3 separate regions of the Gasterosteus aculeatus genome follow, and regions 1 and 2 are each linked to region 3. A link is a contact called in public Hi-C data. All regions are on one chromosome and are shown on one strand. Each heading gives the region's core, a stretch centred on a gene start, on an enhancer-like site or on the middle of the called end of the contact. The rest is flanking DNA. Distances are from core to core; before and after follow the strand shown.

What was found. A called contact is a pair of places that touch in the nucleus more often than the background predicts.
Region 1: a Hi-C map of liver shows a contact between it and region 3, with 1.7 times the contacts expected there. The contact joins the enhancer-like site here to the promoter of jarid2b in region 3. A contact is called at or near these places in 3 of 6 Hi-C or Micro-C datasets (liver, skeletal muscle and whole body).
Region 2: a contact with region 3 is called in a Hi-C map of skeletal muscle, with 1.9 times the contacts expected there. The contact joins the enhancer-like site here to the promoter of jarid2b in region 3. A contact is called at or near these places in 2 of 6 Hi-C or Micro-C datasets (skeletal muscle and whole body).

The regions. Positions count from the first base shown.
Region 1 is chr10:7,313,124-7,316,965 of fGasAcu3.hap1.1, forward strand. All of the region lies in intron 5 of jarid2b (jumonji and AT-rich interaction domain containing 2b), which reads right to left. Among protein-coding and RNA genes, the nearest start is that of LOC120826105, 19 kb to the right of the region's middle. Within about 2 kb of position 1,433, at least 4 of the 9 cell types and tissues checked have open chromatin away from gene starts, as enhancers often do. A contact at or near this core is called in liver, where this site is marked.
Region 2 is chr10:7,337,756-7,341,747 of fGasAcu3.hap1.1, forward strand. All of the region lies in intron 1 of jarid2b (jumonji and AT-rich interaction domain containing 2b), which reads right to left. Among protein-coding and RNA genes, the nearest start is that of LOC120826105, 6.1 kb to the left of the region's middle. Within about 2 kb of position 1,421, at least 5 of the 9 cell types and tissues checked have open chromatin away from gene starts, as enhancers often do.
Region 3 is chr10:7,375,808-7,379,975 of fGasAcu3.hap1.1, forward strand. jarid2b (jumonji and AT-rich interaction domain containing 2b) reads right to left here and starts at 2,084. Exons shown (of 19, transcript XM_078081402.1): 1 at 1,303-2,084. The coding sequence starts at 1,347.

The sequences.
Region 1 (3,842 bases), core at 183-2,682, 63 kb before region 3:
AGAAGACCAGAACCAGACGTCCAATAGAAACAGATGCAACAACAGCACAGATCTCAGATCCCCAAAATGCAGCTGGGACACAAAGAGACCGACACACAGGACCACCGGAGACCCTAATTCCATCCGGCCAGCTCACAGAGAACACGCGTGCATGCCCATATATGTACACGCATAAAAAGACAGATCCCAGTGCTTCTTGAAGGCCCCCCTCCCAATTACACCACCTTTTCCTCCACCTCATTCCGTGCTCAGACAAATCATAATTAGGTCTCAAACATTCTATTGGAATTGTCATTTTCTAAGGGGGCTCTTGGGTGGCTGATGGGCGAGGAGGGGGGGGGCGGGGGGCTCTCTTTTGTCCCCTTAACTGAAACTGAAACAATGACGACTATTTAAATAGTCAATCAGGAGGCTTTAGCTGCCGTGGGGACACACTGAAAGGGCCACGTGAGTGCACAGGAAGGGGGAGGGAGGTTTTAAGGGTTGGGGTCAGAAAGGACTATGTGGGTTATTTTACTACAGCTGAGCGCTGACAAACTGTGTATAAGTCAATAGTGAAGGAACAGTAGAGAGAAAGCGTACAAGCCACTGAGAGGGTGACGGATTACTTTTCCAATTTACATTTCTTGATGTCAGAACACAAACCCCACAAACAGTGGATGTGCACTTGAGGGAAAAAGCTGAATCTGTCTTGCTTGTGTGACCGACCTCTGCATCGTGAGTGACAAGAGAGTCACAACTGTAGCTTTCAGGCTTATCAAATAGCAATCGTACATTAGAGAAAGAAAAGTTCCTGGTCCCTGAGGGAAATTCACTTGTCACAGCAACAATGTACTCGAGAGCCTCATGAGTCGCTGTCAGACTTGAAACCCTATTCCCAGGAGCAGAAATGTGCTCTTAGTTAAAGCTGATTCACACACAGTAAAAACACCATCAAACAAAACTCACATCTAACAACCCCACTGCAGAGACAGACGTCCCAAAGCCCAGTACCCGGCATTGGTAGTATTTTCCTCAAAAACCAGATGTGAAAAGTCCACATTTGCTCACATGTGTGATCACATACTCAGAATCTGAGGTCTCTGGTTCAGCAGGTCAGTGCCGGAGGTTATGCAAGTAGAGCAGAGGAACCCGCTGAACCGGAGAGGAAAGGCACCCCGCTGGCGCTGGCGAGCGTGGAAGAAGGCCCAGAGGGGTACTAGGTGGAAACGGTACACACGCGCTGCTGGAATACGGACACACGCACACAATTGGAAAGAAAGGCGCACTCCTTAAAATGGATCTTATGTAAGGGACTCTTTTCCAGGATGTGTGTGTGTGTGTGTGTGTGTGTGCACAGACAGTTATTCATTTACACCCTAATCTGTTCTTATCTGTTCTATGTGGATGTGAAAAGAAGCCCTGAAAAAAACAAACCGTGCCCGATATATATTGATGAATACTTTAAAGATGCAAGAAAACAACAAAGTAAGAGTGTAACCACTGACACTTGAATGTCTAGTGTACATCCATGACAGCGATCCTTCCTGAAACATTGGGGCCATTGCCTTAAACAGTGGGCAGCTTCATTTGGGGAGAACCTGGCGTGGGCCAGAAATAGACCACGTTCTGCTGCTGGCAGTGCTGCCCCCAACTGGCCGACGGCATCAGTGCACCCTGCGTGTTACCAGAGGTAGACGGAGCCAGAGGCGGACTGTCTGGCTTCCACCCAAATGGCTTTCTCCGTGGATATAAACAGAGCAACGACAGGCCTGGACCACACACATAAACACCATTCTGAGTGCACGGGCATGGCCTGAGCACTCCGCTGGTGTGTGTGTGTTTGCAGGAGGACGAGATGAGCAGTCAGATAAATACAGAATACCAGCCGTAGACAGTGTGGGTGGTGAGCACACATGATCCGCATCCTTTTAAAACACAAGAAACAAATCCTGTTTTGGTTTTTTTTGTTTTTGTTTTTTTTACTTCTCTGTCCGGTTACTCCCACGTTGCATCAGAATGCTGTCTTCAGATACAGCAGCTACCCGCTTCATTAATGTGGGGGCTGTAATCCCGAGAGAATACGTTTTTTTACAAACTTGGATAGAGAAATGAGCCAGAGTATCATGCAGAATGAGTGAGACGTCATGCTGAGGGCTAAAAAGCACATAAAACTGATCTGAAGCTGTAAAATAAGCAACAAAAAATAAACAACTGTTGTGAAAGCTGAACTTGGTATCGTGACATTGTGATTTAAAAAGGGACTGTTTCACCGCAGAAATCATACAATACATCTTTTCCCTCATAATTATAGAGCTATTTATTCAATTAGATTGTTGGCTTTGGAGATACCGTCTCTCTGAATGCATCCCTTCCTACATCCTCTAAAACATAACGGATCACACTCGGCCTCTGGTGCTCAGAGCGCCAAAGGAGGAAAGTATATTTGAACAAACGAAACTCTATTGTCGGAACTAACGACGCGGTTAATCAAGGTAATCCGACTACCTTTTGTGCGCAGTTTCATGTTTGAACCGTTTTCCGATAGTACCGACATTCAGCTGCTCAATGGGGAAATGTGTTCGGCGTTAAAGCATCCCTTTAAATTGTGTTTTCACAACACGGACTGACACAAGAGTTTTTGTTGCTCACTTTACAGACTGAAATGCTCCACGTTTTAACTGCTTTTATGTAGCTGTCAGCTGCAGTCATGATAGAAGCCTTGTGGGGTGAATGCGTATTGTTTACCAGATAAGAAAAGCAAACACTGCAGCGGGTGTGTAGGTGTGTGTGTGTGTGTGTGTGTGTGTGTGTGTGTCTATAAACACTGAACGTTTGACCTGGGACAGCTCCCAGGAATCCTCACCGATGGGGTTTGGGAGAGAAAAAGGTTGCTGAACGTACAATTACAATTACTTTGAAAAGTGAGTTTGAATGAAATTGAGAGAAATAATCGAGGAGATGACGCTTTGGTGATTTGCATAATATAGCCAGAGGTGCTGTCAGGGGCTTCCGGGTTGCAGACGGGAGGCAGCCTAATGTTTGTGGAGGTCAGATCACCGCATAGACGTGCATCTAGATCTTAAAAGGGGATTTGGGGGTTTCAGAGGATGTCCAAGACTTGTCCCTTTAAAAAGATTAACCAAGCTAACGCGGCTGTGTCTCACCGTACACCCATAATGCACACACACACACACACACACACACACAGAAGATGAGCAGGACGTCAGTGGTGAGCATTGGCTCACGCACACACTTCAACACACTCGCACTTCCACACAACCTCAAGGGCTCTGCTGACATTCTCCCGTGTCCGTCTCTCTGTGAGGGTCGCTACATACGGGTCACGTGAGAGGCCGAGGGGAGAAACCACGCAGAAGAAGCCCCCTCAGGAAAATGTCATTCTCGCAGTACTCAAAACACACACACACACAGTGTTAAACTTGAGCTATAAATACAGCAGTAAGCGGCAGTTGAAAAAGCCCAGTGCAAAAGCATGCAAACATTAGCTTAGCAGCGTAGCCCCATTCTTAACAGGACCAGCCACCTACACCTCATTATGGAAGGCTTGACTTAGTTTAGCACCCACAGCCCAGAATAATTCCAAGTGTAAGGTATACGGGACATCATATCATTAGCCTACGTAACAGCCTGGCCTACATATGCAGATCAAAGCCCCCTGCGTTCTTGAAGGAGCCCTGAAAGGTTAAAACGGCGTTCTACATCGGAAGCGCTCTCGTCAGAATAGCAACGTATGGCCATCCTCTCCCAACGGGTTTGAATCTAAATTCAACTCTCCTGAGTCTTTAGCCTACTTTGTAAGGCGGGCGGAGGTTAATGATGATAACGGTAAATTCATCTGA
Region 2 (3,992 bases), core at 171-2,670, 39 kb before region 3:
TGCATAACAATGAGCAAAAGGACTGCAGCTCCGCTCAATGCCACTATAGAAGAGCGATGTGGTAATGAATAGGTAGAAATCATCACGGGACGGCGAGTTCATGTGTTGCTAATCTCTCCGGGCGCGAGTGAGACAGAAGAGGTTATTGTCAAAGAGGTCACCAGAAGTCACACACACACACACACACACACACACACACACACACACACACACACACACACACACACACACGCACAACAATCCTTCCCCGAGACATGGCCAACATGACGGCAAAATGTACAGCATATTAGAACCTCATTCAACAAACGACATTGCTCGCACTGAGAACTTCAGCGGCTGAATAGAAACAACATTCAACTGCAACGAGCAACGTGAAAAAGGGTCTTTAGCGAGCGTCCGATAGCGATAGCCGCGCTTCTCTTCCCCCTTTCCTCTACGCGCATTACTGCCGCAGCTGTGTTTGATGTCGAACAACGCTAATGACTAAAGGAAATGACATTAGGACATGAGCGACAACAAAGAGGTATTAATAAATGATGGCAACTGGAAATAGCGTTTCTCTAGTTGAGCTCTGGGGCGTGTGGATTTCAGCTGGAAGGGCTGAAAATAGAAGACTAATGCATGTTAATGAATTAAACACAAAACGTTTCTCATCCAGCAAGCACCGTGGTCCAGTGCTGACACGCTGTGATGATGGATAAATGATGCTTTCTGATCAGTGCGAGCGCCTCACGGCTTATCATAGCTGCAAAACTTTGAAATGAACACACACACACTCTGTGTGAGTGACCGTAGACCAAGATGAGCCTCGCTGTGTCACCACTGTTTACGGTCTAATTCACAGAAAGCCAAATTGAAAGCCACAGGTGGGTGAGGGTTTCAATCACAGTCAAATCACAAAGAATTTGGTGTGCACGGCTCCTGGATTCCTACGAAAAATGATGCGACCTCATTCACTCACTTGATTCATTTCACAAGTCCAAATATTTTCTGACAGGGCTGAAGACTCGGTTTGTTTATCGTGCTTTTGTGTTGTTCGCTCTTCGTCTCTTCAGCAGATGAAAATAAGCTCGCTTATCGAGGATGAGGCCTCAGCCGAGCTAAGGTGGTGAGTGGGGGGGCGGGGGGGGGGGCAAGATTAAAAGCTGATTAAAATTAAAAGCACGATTAAACGCTGCGTGTCTGCACATGATGGAGCGGATTGGTGACAGCCCGCATACGGACAGGAAGCCGAGCCACGGTGGAGGTGGCGTGCAGCGCGCGCCGCGCGGCCGCGACCGTCACACTGTCACTGCCAGCAAGAGAGGTCGTGCAAGTATTCATTTATTCCATTTTCCCCTGCGGTTAATGTCATCTAATCCATTCTGCGCATGGGTCGGCTGCGCGTGCACAAGCACGTGTGCAAAAGCCTGCCAGGGAAGCAGCAATTACAGCTCACAGTGAGACAGCTCACTGGCACCCTTCCCCTCGTAGAGTGTCACAGGGCCAAATGCACGGTGACACACATATGAACACACACTATATCTGTGGGTTACAAACCCAATATACATATAGTGTTTCGATTGCATCCTTGTCCACACACACACACACATACGCACGGCTGTACTAAGAAGACAAAAGAAGTGCTGTAATCTGCATTTCTTTTTCCTCAGGTTTCCTCACAGCGGCCCAGCGAGAGTTCCTGCTCCAAGTACACATAGCAACAAAAGACATCATCTGAGCAGAAGGGAAGAAAATGCTGAGTGACGTTTCATCAGCTGAGGGGGAAGAACAGGTTTTAAAACTCGGCTCTATTACAGCTGCCGTGCCCTGAAACCTCGCCGGGGGTCATCTCGGGTCATCTTGTAAATGGGTTCTCGCCACCAACACTGCAGGTTAATTATTTTTCTGACCTTCGAGGGGGTTTCCCCATCTCAAGGCGTTGCTCTCCTTTCGCTGTCCACAAAAGCGAGTTCCCGCCTACATCTATGTGCTCTACAGGTACGACAATAAGTAAATAAAGAAGTGATGGACAGGAATAACATGCAGAATCCTTCCGGAGACGCTCTTGCTTGCCAGAGCGCTAAGTGAAGCATGACAGAGGAGGGGAAACATCTACTCAAATACGCGATGAGACCAAATCGTGTTGCATCGCAGACTCTCAGACAGCGCAGTGTGCATATTTCTGAGGTATTGCCAGAGCTCTTTAGAGACAGTTCTTACACAGAGCAGCCGAGTGCTACCTGGCACCGACACACACACACACACACACACACACACACTAGACCCCGTCCAGCTCCCATCAGGCTGGTGGAATCCCACTAATGAGCGCAGGGACCTTTTCTGTGCACACAAGAGTGTGTGTGTGTGTGTGTGTAGCCCAGTGATGCATCAGGAGCACTATGTGCCTACTGTCACCCGCCAACCCAACCAACCCCCCCCTATGGTACACACAGGTAATCCCACCGACCCGCAGAAAACACACAAAGACACAGGCGGATACCTTTTATGCATCCATGGAGTTACTGTGCTTTAAGGGCATGCCTCTACCTCTTCCACTGTCTCACACACACACACGCACACGCACGCTGCAACAACGCTGGGGTAATTCAAACATTTTACTCCACAAGCCGTCTACCAAAACACGAATGGAAATCTTCGCTACTCAAAGTCAAGTAAAAAAGAAAAACTGTTTTATCAACAGTGAAAGAGCAAATGTTAAGTATAAAAGGATAAAAAGTCAAGAGTCTGAGCGGCGTCAATCCATCACTGCATCTGTATCTGCTGGTCTAACTGGATGAAAAGGGGAGCTGGTTCCACATCATAACCCCAGGCGTACTCAACATTCCTCCCCCCACAGCAGACAAATCCAATAACTGACAGCTGATGGGGAAACAAGTGGATCGCATCGACTGCGTAATAGACAAAACGGGAAGTGGGAAGGTGGAAAGAGAAAGTGGGATACGTAAGAGTTTAGTCAGTACGGCAGAACAATCAGCAGCGCAACACCAGCATTCTGAGAAATACTCAAAGTATGAGTGAAATTTCCTACTGTGCTTTTATTCCCACTGTTCCTTTAAGGGGATCACAGGGCCGGTGTGTTGTGCTCTAGCTGTGTGTGTGTGTGTGTGTGTGTGTGTGTGTGTGTGACACAGAAAGACACGCTAACATCACTGTTCACTGTACAGAAGAGATGGAAACCAGAAATTTAAAAAGGGTCAAATTAAGGTTCATTCATAATGATATACACTATATACACACATACAGTCTCAAAAAGAAGAAAAAAGTATATATATACACACTACCTTTGAGCTAACGCATGTAAACATTCACGTGCACATGTAACTGTGTGTGTGGGTGTGTGTTCTCACTGGCTGTTCTATTATTAGCGCCGCGCTGCTGTAGACTGTGCGGATGTCAAGGCAGAGGAATGTGGGCCAAGCTCCAGCTGCAATCTGCTCTACAAAAACAGGCCCAAAACGTGTGTTAGAATAACACACGTTTCCCTGCAGGAGGCGGGATGGAGAGATGGATGGATGAATCAATGCAGGAGAAATGTTATTTTAACAAAGCTTGGGTTGCTGTATCCAGTAGTCGTGACTTCAGCCTTCACCCGGCTACTACCCGCTTTCCGCCCCATCTTAAGCTTTCCTCCTTTCTTTCTTTTACCAACACGTGGGCCCCAGATGACTGGCTGCAACACCATCACAGCTCGGGGTTCGCAGGTGGTGCTGGCGTCACAATGACGCGCCCACAATAATAAAAGGGCTACAATGTGCACACATGTGCAACACTGCTGCAGCATTTCATGAGAAGAAGTCACAAAATAGAAACCCGACAATTTAAAAAGGTCAGCCCAGGTCATCGTCCTTTGTTTTTCTGCTGGCGTTTCATGTCTTTCTCCAAAAAAGCCCCCTGGCGCCAACAAAATACGACAAGCAGTTCAAACGTCGGCTCGATTTGCAAACAACCGACGCGGTGGTTTTAAAACAGGTTAACTTCCCCAACTAAGA
Region 3 (4,168 bases), core at 834-3,333:
AGAAACGCGGGGGGAGAGAGAAGAGAACCCGCAGAGCGTCGTGGCGTCCGTGAGAAGCGACCCGCGCGGAGGGATCGGGACACTTTACAACCTTACACGTGTTGGGTTCACGCGGACCCGCGTGTCCCCGGGAAACCCTGCCCGTGACACTTGCAGAAATAAAATGGTCGCTTTCTCGGTATCGCTTGGTACACACACACGCGCACACACGAGCCCCTGCAATGCGACTGGAGAACACAGCCGCTTTAAAAGAAGGAGATCGGATCATGCGGAAACATTGCGCTCAACTGCGGCGCGTGACGTGCGGCTTAAACGTCGAATTCGGTAACCGAGGACCAGAACCGCCGCAGGGCAAACACGAGTTATTCCTAAACGGGCTGCTGCAATACCGGTTCTGTTAAGCAGAGGTCACACACACACACACACACACACACACACACACACACCGGCGGACTCCCGGTGAGACTAATGGCGTAACAACAGAGTCCTCGTGCCGCGAGTCGGGAATTGAACGAACACGCTGACCCCCCCCCCCCCTTCCCTCCACTCTTTATGGAGAAAATTAAAGAGCCACAACAGTCGGCGAAACACGTCGCTTTGCCATTCAACACACACGCACACACAGGGACAGACCGCCTACATTGAACACAACTCTGCACGTAGGCTTCGGCGAGGTGACGGGTGCTCAGATCGCGTCACGGTATAAAGAACTCGGTTCGTGGGGTGAAATGCGGCATCGGGACGAAATGGAAGCCGAGCCATGCAGAGCCGAGCCGAGCCGAGCCGAGCCATGGCCGACGGGCTCGCGTTCACGGCTCCGGGGAGGACGGAGAGGGGCCGCGAACAAAAGCCCCTTTCTGGAAACAGTTGCCCCCCTCCCCTGCCCAAGTCTTTCGAAATGCACATCCTTTTTTAAACGGCTTTATCTCATAGCCGGAGACCGAGCACGAACCCACAAACACACACACACACACACACACACACAAACAAACACACACACACACACACAGCAACATCACGCGTTAAAACGAGTCAAGACGAGCGAAGCCGCCCCCCCCCCCCTCAAAGCAAATAGCCTCAAACACGCCTGATGTGGAAGAAACGCTGCAGCGCGGACCCTGAATAAACATCGCGGTCCCTTTAAATGCATGTTTTTAAAGCATGTAATTGTTCGCACGCTCACAGTCGTCACCTTTACGCAGCAGCCTCGCTGGTAACCTTCACAGTGCGCGACTCCAAAGTTCGAGCATTTTCATCGAAACGAGCGAGGCAGAACTTGAATATAGCGATTGCTTTACTTACGTATTTCTTTTGAATGATATTCCTCTTAGGTCTTCCCTTGCTCATTATGCAATCCCCCCCCAAAAAAATGTTTGGCTATAGAGAGAATGGCCACATGGATTTCTTTTCTTTTGACTCTCGCCTCGGTCTCGGAGCACCACCAAATGACGATTTAAATCCCCGGCTCTGTAGGGGGGGGGGAGAAGCTCGCTGGCTCTTGCAGAATCCTCCTTCGGCGTTTTCCCTTTAAAAACTATTCGGATGTAAATCCCCCACCCCCCCCCAAAAAAAAAAAATCAAGGGTCGACGACGGACAGAGAGGGACTGGACCCGGAGCCGCTTGGGGATAAATAGTCCATAGTCAAAACAAACGCACGGCAATAAGTTCCATTCGCCAAAACAGCTCGGCGTCTCGTCTGCGCGCACTCGCTCCCGGCTCCTTCCAAATGCATGAATGTACTTCAGCTCGCGCCCGCAAGTTACATCCTGTTCGAGGCGACGACGCGACGAGAACTGAATAAATACAAATATAAATAAATAAAAATATAAAAAACGTGACGCGTCCCGGTTTTTTTGTTGTTGTTTTTGGTCGTCGTCGTCGTTGAAAAAGCCGGAGGCTGCGCTCGACGTTCGGGCTCTCCAGCGGCACCGCTCTACTGACTGCGCTCGGCTCCTTTCTTCCCCAGCCTCGTCCTCTCAGCCTATCACGTCGTCGTCGTCTCCCCCCCCTCCGTTCAGCGGCAACTTCGAACCGCCGGTGAGACCACCACCCCCACACCGGCCCCTCGGGCCCCCCGTGGCCCCTCGGCCATGTTATCTTTATGGACTCCCGTTGTGTTCGGTGGTAATTGCAACCGGCAGTTTTACAGTAATCGTGACAATAAATTGTGCGTTTTCATTTTCGCTGGTGAGGCTGCGTGTGCGTCGGTGGGGATGTCAAGGAGACACGAGTGGTCACCAGCAGGCTGAGGTTATAACATTCTATTTTATTGTGCCTGAGCAACAGTCTTTTTGGTACCTTACATTAATGGTATAGTTGTATGTGTTTTTTTCAAACTTTCTTAGAGCAAAATTAGTCATTTCAAGGTAAAAAAAAAAAAAAAAAGGAGTTTAATGGGGGAAAGTGGTTGTTCCCTAATTATCATGTAAATGTCAGGCCCCAACCCCCCAATCTCCTCACTAACTGAATAGCAGCTTAACACAAGACAATTCCTTTTGCTTTCAGGAGCACTTGCAGTTTTGGGGGTTTACTTAGACTTTAGAAGGTCCTAGCCTCAAGTCTAGCTGTGGAAAAACGTGTTTACACATTTGTTTTCGTGAGCTCATGGTAAAATACTTTGGTAATCAGATTAAGCTCTTCCCTGTGGAGACATACAGGGGGACACCCTGGGGTGCCAGCTGTGGCTCCCCCACTTTCTGAATAGCTGCTGTAAAATAGATAAGTCCTTACCTATAAATCTGCTCAGTCACACACTTCAGATCCGTTTTGCTCTGATCTGTTGAACCGATCTGGTGTCTAATTACATTTTCACACGGTTTTCAACAACACTGTAAAAAAAACTACAATTGGGGTTAATTCATATTTAACAAATACATATTGCTAACCTATGTACAATAGACAATGTGTAGCTCGTAACCATATTAAGTTGATTCCAACACATTCCATTGGCTTACTAATTGGATTTTACTGTTGTTGTTGTTGTTGTTTTTACTAAAATCAGCCGTAAATCACTCAGTAGAATTTAATTGCAATTCATCAGGACCGTAAAAGATGCAGAAAAATGTATACATTTTACTTATTGAGAGGTCTTTGATTTTAATTAGCTTACAAGTCAACTCACCGACATTTTGCACCACATGCGCATTAATCATCTGCCACAAAGGGAAAAAACAACAATGCAAGCACAGTCCCAGCCCGATTTAACCTCAGTTTAACAAAGTGACTGCACATTTTCAGATTATCTCTTCATCTTTATGCATCAGATTACAAAGCCTGCACCAAGATCTTTGAAAAATTGTGTCCGTATGAGGAGATTCATGCTTAGTTGTGAAGGTATTATTCACACTTGTGTGTTATCCACTCTGCCGCGGCTGTTGTTGAGCTGGCCGGGTGTCCTCATCCCCCTCACTAGAAGTGGGCTCGCCGTGTCATTATTCTAATATACTGAGTGGGACGGTTGCTCTGTATGAACCATGGAGGTAGTTAAGAGTAAAGTGGGTGTGTAGGTGTGTGTGTGGTGTTACAAAACCCCATGTATATAGTTGCCTTGCCTTGTCTCCCAGGTATGACTTTAAAATACAACTTTAGTTATCTGTACTCATCTGTGTCCAGTGTTAAAGCTAACCATGGTCAGGCGGCTACGACCAGGATGAGGTCACTGAAAGCTCCACTGAGGTTATGGATGGGTCCACCACCTTGGACCGGACCGAAATATCCCAACTAATTGTGATGACATATTGAACAGACACCTGTGGTCCAACAAGTCCCGCAATAATTTAGTTTGGTACCGACACACATGTTACCCTCACACTTAATTATCAGAACTTTGATTACATGTTGACATTTTGCCATGTTGATCGTCTGAAGTTCATGGCCCCTGATTGGTCGCCTTAGTGGAGGTGAGGCAGAAGATCCATGTTCTCTTGGACAGCTTGAGCATCTTGTTCACAACAAATATCTAGTTTAGGGTGGAGTTCTGATCGAGAGCCTCGGTCCTAACACACACACACACACACACACACACACACACACACACACATTCAGGCTCACCGGCCAAAGGTAAGTTTGAGTTCCCACATCATTTTACCTCTTTACACAAGCCAGCGGACGTGATCATGAAATATCACAACCAGGCCGAGCGCCTCCCCAACAACCCTCGGATGTGGA